3 separate regions of the Mus musculus genome follow, and all the other regions are linked to region 2. A link is a contact called in public HiChIP or PLAC-seq data. All regions are on one chromosome and are shown on one strand. Each heading gives the region's core, a stretch centred on a gene start, on an enhancer-like site or on the middle of the called end of the contact. The rest is flanking DNA. Distances are from core to core; before and after follow the strand shown.

Region 1 (5,002 bases), core at 550-3,049, 880 kb after region 2:
CCTCAAACTTTACAGGTGATTACATTACAACAAAATGCTGAGATCCTACTGCTAAATATGGAAGATGGAGAAAAAAGCTTGCTCGTACTCAACTGGAAGCTTCAGCCCTATTGGCTAGCATTCATAGTGCTGGAAAGTGCTGTACATGCTCTCAGAGGAGAAAAGTGATCATAAACAGCACCAAGCTATGAATCCTGTGAGCTATAATAGCAACCTAGTACATTTGCCCACTATTACAGTAGTGGCAAACATGTTATGGGAGTAACCAACCACGTTTATTGAGTTCAAGGCCCATTCCATGAGATACAACCCATATCTGACATAATAAGGTTAAGAGTATACAACTAGATAATTCATGAAGTCTAGGGCAAAACATAGTACTATTTTTCTGTTAAATAATATAGCAATAAAATGATTCTTAATGACATGTTGCTATGCCCATAGATGAGTGCATCACTTAACCCTCATCTGAGTCTTCTACTTGCAATAGATAATTAACATAGAAACAGAGTGAATGGTTCTGGAGTGCTCAGATCTAAGTAGGGTGTCTCTATCATACCCTGACCTAAAGGCTCAGGGATCTATGCAGAAGCAGAGGCAGGGGGAGTAAATGATTTTAAGGAGACAGTATTTTCAGATAGAATGAGGCTGGTGCAGTATGAACTGGCAGAGATAGCAGCACAAGACCTGCATAAGCTCCAGCCAGACAAACCTGAGCTTGGAAAAGGGGGAAGTGGACACAAAGCCCTGCTCCTGGCCAGGAATCAGAGAAGGTGTTTGCGATTAGGAATTGCTGAAAGAGTGAAAACCAGCTTTCTTCAGTGGAGTGATACTGAGTGTATCAACCAGTATCAACCACGCTCCAGGGCAGGCCCCATGATCAGGAATAGCTAACAAAAAAGGACCCCATATGTTTTTGTACTTTGGGTTTGGTTTTAAGATTTATTTCCTTTTACTTTATGTGTATGGTGGCCTTGCCTGCGTGTATCAATCTGTGTATGTGCCTGGTGCCCAAGGAGGTCAGAATAAGTCAGTGAACCTGCAGAACTGGAATTATGGAGGGTTGTGAGCTGCTGTGGGTGCTGGGATTGAGCCTGGATCCTCTGAAGAAGCAGCCATTGCTCTTACCTGCTAAGCCACCTCTTCAGCTCTCTGGTTTCTGTTTTGTTTTAAGAGTGAGAAAGAACATGAAATTGATTTGGCACAGAAGTAGAGAGAAATCTGGGAGGATTTGGGGAAGGGGGAAAAAAAAACATGATCACAATATATTGTGTGAAATTCTCAAAACTCAAGTAATTTTTAAAAACTAAAAATTTATGATATTAGAATGAAGAATTAAATGAAACTAAAAATATTCAATGGACTTGGCCCTCTCTGAAGTCCATAATACTTAGTTAAGAATAGGTTTCAGAACTTGATCTTTCAACTGAAGGAATCAGTGGGTGTTTGTATAGCATTAGCCATAGTAAATACTTTATAAAATACTAGCTGCCACCACTACTACCACTGTTATTGTTGACATGGCCACTGTTTCTTGTACAGCTCACTGCAACACTTTATCACCAGGATCATATCAGTTTCAGTAAACAATAAGTGACTAATTGAGCCTGTTTACATTTTTAGAGCCTATGATCTTTCTGATGTTTTTAGTAAGAAGCCTTAGAAATCAGATAAAAATGAGTCACGTTCACATAAATAGGATGAATTGCTCAATATTCATATTTAGACCCAGTCCTTACCAGTCAGGCTATGTATTAGGACTCTACCCCCAACCTTCTTAACAGGGATAGAGTCGCTCCCCTGTGCTATGATGACCCATGATTAATCAAGATAAAATGTTGTGTTTCCATGAAGTTTAGTGGATGTGTGTTTTGTTGGAATGAGACTAGGGAAACCTCAGAAACTCAAGAGTAACACTTGTTGGATGAAAGTTAATTATGATAGCTCACACAGTGCAAACACAGCCACCCTACCACCCCCACCCCCACAAAACTGACTGCAGAGCTGGCAAGATTTTAGAGATAATTTAAGCAAATGCTTTCACTCTGCAGATAAGTGAGGTCAAGGAATGGGAAAGGTCTTGCTCAGGGTCATACAGATGGTAGTAATTTTGTTTAGTTTGTTTCAAAAAGTAACATGAGCAGTTTCTCTTAACATCAATGAATCTGCCTTTCTCTTTATATAAGCACAATGTAGTGACCATGGTTAAATGTGACCTTGACAGGGGAAAAGAAAGCTTTGAGAATTTTACAGGGTCTCAGAGTCATCACATGGAGGGTAACTGTGATGGCCTCAGCCTAGACATCTCCCTGGTGAGCATGGGCTCCTGAAATGGACCCCATTTTACTCATGACTTGAAGCAAGCTTGTAATTTATTAATTTAGGAAAATCGTGTGAATGCTCTGAACCTGAGCTTCCTCATTTAAAAGGGATAGAGTCCTCCCTCTCCACCCCAGAATTTGACAATCAAATGTACAGTCCTTACATTAAATATACATTTGATAAATTCATCCTCTCAGCTAACTCTTAATACTCTACTAAAAACTGGTGATACATGAAGAAGGCTGCCAAGTGCTTCTGCTTCTGGAAAAAGATGAAGTGAGAGACCTCGTGAAATGAAGTAAAGATTAAGCCAATTAGCAATAAAACGTCAGATGACACTGTGTAGGAGGCTAAGAAACTTCACTGTGTTGTGAAGTTAAGAAAGTGTGATGGTACAGCCACTGGTATTTAGAAGTGGATTGAGTCAAACTCAACACTTGAGGCCAATTAAGGGTGGCCAAAGGTAAGTCTTGGAGAAAGTGTATTTGAAGAGGGAGGCCCTAAAAGAAAAGGACAGTCCTCAAAGATTACTGGGAGAGGTACAAATTGGGAAGGAGCAATTTTAGCATGGTCAGTCATAGCCCGAAAGTTAATATTTCTAGAATGGCTCACTAGGAGGGTAATGAATACAGCAGTGCTGAAAACAGACACAAATTCCATCATGAAGATTTCAGACACTGAGATTTTTACGAAGTCTGAATTTCATCAGAAACTCTTGGTGTTCACTGCAAGTTTTAAGAGGGGAAGAAATTGTGTTGTCATTGTCTTTCAGCTCCTGAAAGGCAAACTCCTTAAACCTTTGGAGTTCTTCAAAATGGTATCTTCTTGAATGCTTGTGAGAAGGTTAATGGCTGGAAAACTATAGATCCTTCAGATTGGGGGATGAGTAATTTTCAGGCTCTCCATTAACTTTCCAAGATAGAGAATAAGGTTCTCTCTATTTTTCTCATCTAACAAATCTCCAAAGGATGGGATTCAGATAGACCCTAGGTTGATGACCACATGCTTGTCATGCAGATTGCTGTGCCCAGAGAGCATGGACCCTTGCTGCATCCTTGTCTTTCTGCATTTCTATCTGCCTAATATTTGTAGCCCTGATAACATATTATTAACAGTAAGTAAACATTTCCTATATTATATGTATCCATTCAAGCAAATTGGGAAGCCTGTGATTTGTAGTTCATCAGACATATAGAGAAACATGAGACTTGCAACTAAAGTTGAGACAGCCTTGAACCTTCCAGTACAAGTATGACCCTGACTCTGGGTAGATAGTGCTGGAATTTAATTGATGTCTAAAGAATTGGAAGTCGATTGGTACAAGGGGGAGTGTGGACCCACACATTTAGTGTCAGAAGTGTCATGGGTAAAAACCCAGAGACAAAATTTACCTCATACTATTGGTTTAGTACATTTATTTGGATGAATAGCAGAGTCCAGCCAGAGTCAAGCATGGGTTTTAGTGCAGTGATGAGTCAAAGATCAGATCTGGCCTGTGAATCCTGCACACCAGCAGAATAACAAAATATATAAGGCTATGATGTGCCTCAAATCTCTTACATAACTGACCTGCCAACATTATGATCGACATGTTATTGCCAACTTTTCAGACGAGAAAACACCCATAAAGAAAGCAAGATGTTTGCCTGATCACACGCACAGAGTGAGTCTGCAGAGAAGCCTAGCTGTGAATGATGGCAAGCTGTTACAGTATTGTCTAATCACCACACTACATTTTCCACTTTCTGACTGGCCAGGACTTCTGTACAAAGATGGAGGTGAAACCAAGAGACCAATTAAGAATAGTGGTCAGAGTTGGGTAGGGAATATTCAACAATACTCTGAGTAGATGCTATTGCTCCCATTTTGAAGATGGGAAAACTGAGGTTGGGTTTGCATATCTAGTAAACAATAGAATTAACTTAAGCCCATTTGCTTCTAGTATGCAGTATTTTTCTAGTAGCTGCTTTATTTCCTATAGATTTGGACATGTCCCATGACTCCCTTCCTTTAGGTCCAAGAGAATAGTATGATAGAGGTATATTTTACGTAGGATTGAAAATGTTTTGCTTCAACTTGGTAGGCTGTTGAAAAATACAATGTAAATGTGTGACACATTTGATATATGGTGATTGCTTTTACAATTTGAAAATCAAGACATAGTAGAGATAAACTAATGTATACATGTTGATGTACAGCTCTCTGAGTTTTAAAAGATGTGCACACCTGTGTAATTAAGCATATGTATGGATGTCCATGATAGACAGAGTGCATTCAGAATGCTGACTGGAACGCTGGTCTTCACAGTGTGGTGGATGATGAAGACATCCCAGTCCTTCATCTCTTCCTGCTTCTCAGTTGATGTTGCTTTTAGTGCTTTGGGGTGAGCAAGTGCCAGCTGCAAGTCAAAAGATGACCATGCCAAAAATAAAAAACAATAACAGAAACAAAAGAACAATTAGCCATTTCTTAATACTCTGTAGAGGAAAATCACATTGCTATTTTTTTTCTGTTTTTCTATGGAGGGGGTCATGTGTCCCAGCCCACGCATACTAGCACATGAACTTGTTGTTCCAGTAAAATGAGTCAGAGTTTCTCAAGAACACAGATTCATGAATTTCAGAACTATGTGTCAGCATCTTTTGAGAAAGGTACAATCCCTGTATTAGAGGGTTCTCTC
Region 2 (4,832 bases), core at 2,159-4,658:
ATTTTGTAGTACATATGGTAGAATCTTTCTCTTACTGAGTAGCTCGGTGAACTTCTGAAGATATCTGTGCGTCAGCTTGCCATCTAGATGAAGGCTGGACTGAACAAGCTGAAAGGTCCATTGCAATTGAACTTCAACTCACCAAGTAATTGCCAAACATCTCATAACCCAGCCTTGCTGCCAGCCGTCTGTATTGGAGCAAGAGGGAAAGAGGTCATTTCAATTTTAGGGGTAGACACAGAGTGGGGAAGGAACTAGATGGCCTGTGATTGCTACTCTGCTTTCTACTCACCGTGTTAGTCTTAGTGGAGCTTCAAGACTTTTTAGGCTTTGAAAATCTCAATGCTGCAATCAAATTGGAAGTCCCGTGGAGTCTTGCTTGCTGCACTTGCTGCTTGTATTACCTTGGAAAGTTCACCAACACTCTGAGTCTCACTTTTCTTATTGGTAAAATGAGTGGCTGCCTAGAGGACCATGGGGAAGATGAGGACTGTGCAAACCTTTTGGACAGAAGCTGATTAATCAATTGTAGTGATTGGTCTCCTTAAAAAAACAAACAAACTGATTTTCTTTATCCACTGCACAATGAAATGAACCATAGAAGACTCTAGAAAATGGTTACAAGTCTCAGGTTGGCATGTGTGGAGATGACCATCTAACCTTGCTCCCTGCAGACTTGGACTCCTGTTAAGACTCCCAACTTTTCTGGAGGATGTGCATTCTCCCGTTACCTTGCATAAGCAAGCTGGGTAGACAGACGTAGGAGGGATTGCGTGTTTTCAGCAACAAGTGAGCAGAGCTGAGCGGGTGGATCTGAGCAAGAGGCCCTGCGTGTGACAGCAACGAGGGAGTGATAGTGACGTGATAATAGTAGAGCACATAGAAGAACGCACAGCTGGCCAGTCACCCAACCAGAACAGCTTTTGAGCACCGGTTGCTAAGAGCCAGATGAGCTGGGATTTTTACTCATCTTGCTAATGAAAGGGAAGAAAAAACTTGAGATTTTTGGAACTGATTGAATCAACTCCTCTGTTTGCTGTTAGTCACTTTGAAGCCATTTCATGTGTTAAACAAGTATGTTGAGTTCTTCCTGGTGTGTGTGCTTGGCTCGAGGCCCTGGGCAGATGGCAGTGAATCAAGCCCGTGCCTTCATGGAGTTTAGATTGGACTCAACTGTGTCATTTAGGAACTGAAGTGACCCACTGAGGACGTGAGAGAGAAGTTAATTGTCAGCTGAAAGTGACTCAAAGTGACTTATTGGCAAAGCTGATCAGAATCTGAGTCTTCTAAATTCCAGGTCAGGAGCTGTTCACAGACTTCTGTCTTGGTTCTTTATGTACCATCACAACAGGGTACCATTGACTAGGCAATTTATAACAGGCAAAAATCCATTAGTTCACCATCCTAAAGACTAAGAAGTCCAAGGCAGAGGAGGTAGTATCTGGCATGGGCTTCTCTTTTGCATTGTCTCGTGGTAGAAAGCCAAAGAGAGGTTGACAGAGAACAAAATGGGGCCAAACTTGTCCTTGTAGAATGAATTCAGATTAAATAATGAACCCACTACCAAGATAATGACATTAATCCATCCTTAAAGACAATGCCCCTATAGCCCAAACCATTCCTATTAGGCACCATCTCCCAACACTGTCCCATTAGAGACCAAGTGTTTAACACAAGGATTTTGGAAGAAACCATCAAACTGTAGCAACTACATTTTATTAAAGAGCCATGCACAGCATATTTTAAGCATGGCTGAGACATCATATGTCAACTAGATAAATACAATCCCCACTCTGGGGAATTCTGGATACAAGTCCCACAATGAATGAGATTTGTAGTGTCCCGGTGTTCTTGTACTCTGAGTGAGACTTGAAAGGGTGGGCAGGTGTGGTGGGATAAAGCTAGAAAGACAAGCAGGGTAACTCATACCTGGTGGGAGTCAGCAAGAAGCAGAGGAGTGGAGGTATGACTCACAAAACTTTTTATCCCCCTCCTCACCGCTCCAGGCCCTCAGTTTCCACTCATAGAATAAGTGCTTGGAATTAGGATGATCTCAGAATTCTCAAACTCTCGATTCTGTGACAAATTACTAGACAATGTTCTACAGCTAAAAAGGCCCAAAGACCGTGTAGGGACAACTCCAGAAAGTTCCTGTGGCTTCCCAATAAAACATTGAGGCTGAAACACCATTTCTTCCGTTCTCCCCTGGTCCTGAAACAAGTGCTGCCCTGCTGTGGTTATCTGTACCTCTGTAATTTTCACGGTGCCAAGGAAGGCAAGGACTGTGTGGCATCTTGCCAGGTGACAATTTTTGGGGTCTTTATATCACCTCCCCCATCAAAATACAACTGTTCTGATGTATGGAACTGACATAATCATCCCTCTGCCTCAACACCTCTCATTGGAGCATCAGCCAGTACAGATGTTTTAGGGTGATGAAATTAGTGAATCACAACTGAATACTGTATTTTTTAACAGCCAGTGACAGAGAGGTTACAGAAGAGCCTCCATTAACAAGCTCATCAATGGTGCTTTAACTGAGCATTTATAGGCAAGGAGTTGATGTTGCTTGCTGATGGTTGCCTGGTCAGAAAATAACAAATCTTAAGATGACTTCCTTCTCTCCTTTCATTTTTTTTCATTCAGTGTTCCCTAAGGGTATGGAACACAGGTGACTTTTGACAAAATTTAGTGGGATAAAATGGAATTTTAGGAATCTAAGGAGTCTCTGGGCTTCAGAGTCTAATATATGAGTTCAAATCCTCCTGGGCTTCCAACCATTGAGGTCATCTGTAGACACTTACTTTTTGTGAAACTGCTGTGTGGGTTGGAAGAAATTCTACCCCCAATAGCTCCCTGACAGGCTGTCCCTATAGGGCACGGTAATTTTAAGGCCTAGACTGTGGGGTCCTTCTCTTTTGTTAACTTTTTTTGAAGTGGAGTCTTACTCAGTTTAGGTAGTAAGAAGCCGTCTTCAGATACAATGTGCACGCCTCATCACTTTCTGTGTATTCTTCCCAGAATGTTGAAGCTGATCACCCTCGCTCCTGACACCAATCGATTTATGTTGGCTTATGTCTTTTGCCCTTTCTAATGCTACAACCTAAGTTAAGGCCTAGTGTGTCTCAAACACATCATTGCTACCTGCCACCATTGACCTTTCTCAGCACAGGCACCGACTTCAGTCAGTAGAGTATGCTGCAAAGATGGATGCTTTCCTGGAGGAGGAACTTGCCTGCACAGGTTCGGGGTAAGCCACAGCCACAGATGTACTGGCTGGAAGGCTAGAGAGCCCTTAGCAACTCCAGTTGTTCAGCATCCCGGAGAAGAGCCTGTGCGATGGGGCGTGTGGCAGCGCCTCTGCTTTCTGAGAAGGAAATTGCAGTGCCACAGACCTCACCCCATACACAGTGGCTGCAGCCAGACCTGAATACCCTTCTTATTATTCAGCGGCTGTAGAACACTCCACACAGGAAGATGACTCGCTCCTTCAATGAGATGCAGAAAGGCCTTCTGCGGAAACAATTTGAAGTGCTTAAATATCCTGTTTCTTAAACCTCCTCTTTCAAATCCCTTGGCTTGAGAGAGATCTTTATTAAAAACTGAGCTGGTTGTAACATTCGTTGAACGCCTTAGTGGGGTTTCATTTGTACTTATTATGAGGTATAGCGCTCCAGCGACCGCTCAGCTCCCTTTATGCCTTTGCCACGGAAAGGACAGATTTGTCATAGCAGTGGGAGAAAACACAATGAGCACGCTGCTTTTACAATGCACAAATATAATAAGAAGTGACAGCATACATTTGTCAAGGATCAGGTGTGGAGACAAGGCATTGCTCATACTGATTATTCCAGAGTGATTATTCCAGGGTGAAGGTGGGGGAATACAGAATGGTGAGCAACCTCTTAGCCTCGTGCAAACCCCTCTAGGAGCAGGGCAGCATAGAAACACTGCAACCAAAGGGATGGATTGACCACATTCTCATACTAAAATACAAATAGAGAGAACTCTCTTCAGTCTCTAGAATAAAGTGGATGGCGTCTATTACCTTTGGAAGGGCTCTGTTCATGTACAGCAGGTGTTCCACCAGCAACAAAAGACTTTGAATCCTCATCTCCAAAGAAAAGAAACAGAAAGAGTTAGGTATGGACCCAGATCATCAACCAAAGGGTCTTGGAGAATATTTGGCCCTAGGCTCAGGGGAGGGATACTTAGGTATAACTAGTAGTAGGATATTGGTGGAAGGCACCATGGTATCATGGGAAGTCCATGGCTTAAAACCTGACCAAATATACTTTATAATTCCAGTTGTGGTACTGACTAGCTGAGTGACCTTGTCCAGACCACTTTACTCTTTTGATATTATCTGCAAAATAATTCCTGGAGAGGTGGCACATGAATAATATCATTATTAAGACAGTCTTAGATTAGAGACTAAGATTAGTGATATTTATGAACCCCAAGTTTCTGAATTTCTGTATGTACTGTGATGAGAATATCGTATCGATAGGATTTTCTGAAGCACAACAGATTATTAGGCCCAGAAAACAGAAAACACTACATAAATGTTTTATTTATGTAAGATATTGAGTCTGGTTTGTTGGCAGAAAACCCATAAGAGAATTGGACCCTCTGTGGATTATAGTTCATGGAAGCAGTTACGGGATTTATCCTAAGAGTCTTTGGTCAGTTGTCTAGTCTTCTTGATGTGAAGCCCTATGGCCAGGTCTAAGAAGATCTTTGAAATCTTCTGGGTGGTCTGAGGATATGGATGAGTTAATTCTGTGATGAAATTTTAGGATCAGGTTTCCTTCTAAGTCTAGAGAGGCAGG
Region 3 (4,921 bases), core at 1,537-4,036, 910 kb after region 2:
TTTGTTACTATCCCTTTCAATATTTAACAAAAATCTTCCTAATTATCCCTGTTCCCCAAAAACCTCAATTTCAAAGCCTACCTGGCCACCACAGGGAAGGCTATTTTGGTATAATGGAAGTCTTTCAAATTATATTTTCACCAATGAAATCAGCCCCTACTTTTTGGTGGCAGAAATCCCCCAATTGACCTTATGTAGCCAACCTGAATTCCACTCTATGACTCATCTCCCTAGAGCTGGATTTTTGGCTACAGAGGTGGGCATAAGTCTGGCCACTGCCTTAATTGAGACAGATATGGCCTACAGTGCTTTGGGTCACTCTGCCTTCACAGCTCCAAGATTTTTATACCAAATTACAGCTCTATGTAAATTCCACAGCCTGATGCCTGGCCTCCCTCCAATGACAGCTCACTTCTCTGGACCAAGTCTCTCTCTAGAACCACTGGACCTTCTATCCCTTAACAACAGAGAAAAGAGGGACCTGTCTTTCCCTCAGAGAAGATTGCTGCTACTGCATCAACAAATTGGGGGTACGAGGAGGAAATGCTTACTAGCTAACCTGCCTTTTTGAGGACCTCCTAAAAGGAACTTGCCTCTTAGACCCAAGACCCCTTTAATGAATTGGATCGGCCTTTAGGGTGAGCCCCTTATTATCATTGTTCCTCTATTACAGTTTGTCCCTCTATTCCTTAACAGCTTTCCTTTTTCCTAACCAAACAGATTTGACAAATAAATAACCAAACTTGTAATCAGCTCCTCAGGCATTTACCAACCTCTTACCACTAAAGATGACATTGTTTCCCCATCTGGCCCATGAACATCCTCATCTGGGCATGGGGACTATACCTTAATGGCCTTTGGAAGGACTCCTGGCATCTACAAACACCTACGATCTCAGCTTTGAGGAACTTTCCAGCTCCTCAACCCAGAGCTTACTGAATCTGTACTTTCCTTCTGAGCCTCTTATTTTTCCTCCTTCCTCCCCTGCCAGACCCACTTTCAATTCCATTAATGACTCCCTTTTTCTTGATCTTCTCCCCTAATCATCAGGAAGCAATCAGAGAGAAAGACATGTTCTTACCCAATACCTAACAACCCAATAATAAAGCAAAAGGGTGGGAATGAATGACTCTAGCAGACAGAACATGGCCAACACAGGCCCAGCACAGCGAGCATGGCCCTCGGTAGCTTCTTCCTTTTACCCTGCTCGCCCTGCTGAACTGTTAGGTCACATTCTAACTGTGCCACCAACATCTAGTCTCTTATTTGGCCACTGATTCATTCCTAAGACTGATTGCCAAGGTCCAACAATCAAAACATAAAGGTCCAGGAATCAAAATTCATTATTTTGATTAACCTAATTAAGGTATCCAATCAGAACTTACCAACACAAGCCTGCCTCATTCCAACACAGAACTCCCTGTTTTCCCCTCTTATAATTAACACTTGCAAAATTAGTTGCCGCTGTTTCTGCCCTATTCTAATTAAGCCACTTTGTCTCTTTGCCTTGCTTAATTAAGAATCTCTTTGCATGTAATTTGTGCTTGGAAACTGGTGTTTGGGTATGGCCCATACCTAATCCTGGGTGAAGAGTGTGTGTGTGGGTACCCTGCAGTATGTGGGTCCCTTCAGTCATAGTGTTTATCTCATCAATAGAAAACAACCTAGAAAAAAAAACTGATACCAGGGATGGATGGGGTATAAGGAAAGATTATGCAAGCATTTGGAACTTTGGGCTGCAAAAGCCACTGAGTCTATCCCATGGGAGTTTGGAAGATAAAAATACTGACAGCAATGCAGACAATGGAAGCCTGGATAGTGATGTTTCTGAGAGAAGCCAAGGCTATCAGGGTCATTTGTATGATTTCTTTTGAATTAGGAATCTGGTTCTGGGCAGCTAGAGATGCTGAAGAATCAGCTGCAGTTAACAAAAGACCAGACTACTTAAGGGAAACATTTGCTTTACCGGACCCATAGGTCGGCTGGAGCTGAGAAACTAGCTGTGAATAAGGAGAGAGCAGCATCTCAAAACTGGAATCTTCTGGGACTATTTCCTTAGAGTCAGTACACAGGAGCTGTGGTCCAGAGGAGGCAACGGCTTCCCATGTTGACAGCCAGACTTGGTAATGTGGAAGATTCTTCCTTGTGGTAGAGGTTTTGAAGTCATGAAGGGTTCAAGGATGAAGCTGAGGTTGACACTGTAAGAGGCAGGAAAGCCTGGAAAGTATAGCCTCAGTCGCAGTGAAAACCTAAGGGTTAGGTGGGTCGCCGAAGCAGTGCTTCTCCTTCTCCATGGTCTCCGCTCTAGTTCCTACTTAAGTTCCTGCTATGTCTGTCTTCCCTTCATGATATGCTGTGATCAGAATGTGTATGCCAAAACTAAAACAAAACCAAACTCTTCTCTCTCCAACTTGCTTGTGGTCATCATGTTTTCCTCACAGCAAAAGAACACAAACTAAGACAGGAGGATAAGGGTTGACTAGATTAAGTACACACAGCCCATAGCTCAATAGCCTGGTCCATGTCTCTCTTCTTGCAGGACCTAGACACAAGATTAGCAGTATTATACTCAAGGTGAGGACTCCAGCCCTGAAGTAGTGGTCTTTGGTAACCAAGGTGCGGCCCAGGATGAAGGTGGATGTGACTCTATTCCTAGCCACACAGGGAGCCCCAGTCAAAACTTGGAATAAGGGACTGGTGAACATCCCAGACGAGGAATAGGATAGAGCACAAGATGTTAGGACCCAAATTAAACATGCTCCAGCTGGTCCAGCTGATGAGTTCTGACTAAGGCACCCGGGCATGCCTAAGCCAGCCCACACAAAGCACTATGCAGTGCAATGGCTGTCTGTGGTTAGGAAAGACAGAAACATAAGAATGTGGTCTTTCCTGTTTATTCTCCTCAGTCCTTACTACCACATCTTGAGGTTCACAGCATTAACCTCACTGTCTAATTGAGAAGATGATGGTCAGAAAACAAAACAAAACAAACCAACTAACCAAACAACAACAACAAACAGATAAAAAAGTGCTGTAGTCACATAGGTAGTGTGGAGAAAGGATCTAACTTCATGTCTTTCCAGTTGCAAAATTTTGGAGGGAACCCCACTGTACCATCAGAGAAATAGCCCTTCCCCACAACTTGCCCTGTGGCTACAGTGTTTTTGCAGTGATGACCATCCTAAATGTTCAGACCTGACCTTTGTAGGGAAAGGAAAATACAGCTGAGACAAGGAGTGCAACATGCCCAGGATTCCTTCAGCATCTTAAAATCAAGGAGGAAGTTAGTAGAAGATGGTGGGCCTTCAGCCATGGAGAAGTTAGCCTGAAAGAGGGTACCTCCCTGTTCCGCTGTCCATGGATCTCTCCACTACAAACCTGGTCCCCAGGTGGGCAAGGATTCAGCAAGTTGCTTGTTGCACTGTGTTTAAAGCCCCTTAGATAACACCTTGCAAGGTATTAGCATTCTGTTAATAGTGTTTCTACATGATTCTTTTGTACCTCTTGCCTAAGCCAATCCCCAAGAAAATCACTGCTTCCTATCATGAGACAAAATTTACATTGGGAAAATGTAAATGTCCATAAATCTTTATTTATAACTATGTATAGATAAATAACAAAAATGTAATTATACCTGACTAGTAGAAGGCTTAATTTGGTGAATACATATGTTTAGCTTTTATGAATTAAGAATTACAATGTAGCCACAGTGGTTCCTGGGATTTTTGTTTTATTGCCAAATAAAAAATTTTTAAGCCAAATCCAGCTTTGCTGAACAAATCATTTTCCCAAGGAATACACTACATAGCTTTAATTTAGACTATAAATACTCACTATATATGAACAACATAAATGTGGCATTCAAAAGACAAAATAAAAAATCAACAACAAAACTGAGGCTGGATGAGGGTGGGGAAGCAAAGATGAGGATGGTAGAGCATTGTCTCTTGCTGCAGAAGCACATAACCCAGTACTGATCAGCTGGGGTCCACATGAGGCCCTAGAAGGTACACCTCCTCTCAGAGAGAGACATCCTACTACAGAACAGAATCTAGCAGATTAAACCATCTCTAGGATCTCTGACATTTAGGTATTATATTTAGGTATATTAGGTATCTGACATTTAGGTCAAAATAAGTATACATTAATATGAGTTACTTTAAGTAATTGTCAAAAAAATTTTAAAGTGTCTTGGTTGCTGAGTGTTATAAAACCTTTATCTCATGTTTAGTGACTTTCTTTTAGTTTTAAAAATTTATTTATTACACATATACACATCGGTGCATGTGCACATGCATGCACGCACACATACATACACATACACACACACACACACACACACACACACACACACACACACACACACACACCTGAATGACCATAATACTTTTTTTTTCTTTCTGGCTTGAACACAAAAAGCATGTGCCACTGTGCCAGTGCCCAGGGATACTGTATACTATCCCCTGTACAATATCAAATGGGAAACCCTTGTAGCCTGGTCTAGAATTTTAGAATTCAAGACATATTCACAAATCATTGCAATGAAAGAATTTAAAATGAAGGACATTATCATGTTTAGTGAAAATGAAGGACATCATCACTAAACAAGAAACTAATGACTGGGCAGAGCTATGTAATGTAATCACTTAAGATGGGATCTGCTGGATGACAGAGGAGCCTTTGTGACTCCAGTGTCTCATAAACAACCTTGACTGGTACTGACAGCAGGAGGGCTGAGTGTTGAATATACAAAGGTTTTGTTTTTGTTTTTGTTTTTTACTTCTGTGATCTCTAAAGGAGAACTTCTGAATATTAGAAAATTCTATTACATTTATAACACTACAGTTATTTAAATAAAAATGAACACTTCTGCTAATAAATTCAGGAATCTCAGTACTGTCACCTATTAATTTTGTGGTGA

Evidence for each region. HiChIP or PLAC-seq counts read pairs in DNA pulled down with a chosen protein or histone mark.
Region 1: a CTCF HiChIP or PLAC-seq map of the NIH/3T3 cell line shows a contact between it and region 2, with 14 read pairs. The contact joins two enhancer-like sites. A contact is called at or near these places in 2 of 15 datasets of contacts at CTCF or cohesin (the NIH/3T3 cell line and pro-B cells), 55 of 484 Hi-C or Micro-C datasets (the AML12 cell line, B cells, the BV-2 cell line and 37 more), 5 of 115 datasets of contacts at active chromatin or transcription factors (a beta-TC-6 cell line, bone marrow-derived dendritic cells, double positive thymocytes and 2 more) and 1 of 9 other capture datasets (embryonic stem cells).
Region 3: a contact with region 2 is called in an H3K27ac HiChIP or PLAC-seq map of the NIH/3T3 cell line, with 9 times the contacts expected there. The contact joins two enhancer-like sites. A contact is called at or near these places in 2 of 15 datasets of contacts at CTCF or cohesin (the NIH/3T3 cell line and pro-B cells), 52 of 484 Hi-C or Micro-C datasets (the AML12 cell line, B cells, the BV-2 cell line and 36 more), 2 of 115 datasets of contacts at active chromatin or transcription factors (the NIH/3T3 cell line and epiblast stem cells) and 1 of 9 other capture datasets (embryonic stem cells).

What each region holds. Positions count from the first base shown.
Region 1 is chr4:95,908,357-95,913,358 of GRCm38.p6, forward strand. All of the region lies in intron 14 of Fggy (FGGY carbohydrate kinase domain containing), which reads left to right. Among named protein-coding and RNA genes, the nearest start is that of Hook1, 57 kb to the right of the region's middle. Within about 2 kb of position 1,800, at least 13 of the 459 cell types and tissues checked have an H3K27ac peak or open chromatin away from gene starts, as enhancers often do. A contact at or near this core is called in the NIH/3T3 cell line, where this site is marked.
Region 2 is chr4:95,022,698-95,027,529 of GRCm38.p6, forward strand. No RefSeq gene overlaps it. Among named protein-coding and RNA genes, the nearest start is that of Jun, 27 kb to the right of the region's middle. Within about 2 kb of position 3,409, at least 38 of the 459 cell types and tissues checked have an H3K27ac peak or open chromatin away from gene starts, as enhancers often do. A contact at or near this core is called in the NIH/3T3 cell line, where this site is marked.
Region 3 is chr4:95,928,710-95,933,630 of GRCm38.p6, forward strand. No RefSeq gene overlaps it. Among named protein-coding and RNA genes, the nearest start is that of Hook1, 36 kb to the right of the region's middle. Within about 2 kb of position 2,787, at least 21 of the 459 cell types and tissues checked have an H3K27ac peak or open chromatin away from gene starts, as enhancers often do. A contact at or near this core is called in the NIH/3T3 cell line, where this site is marked.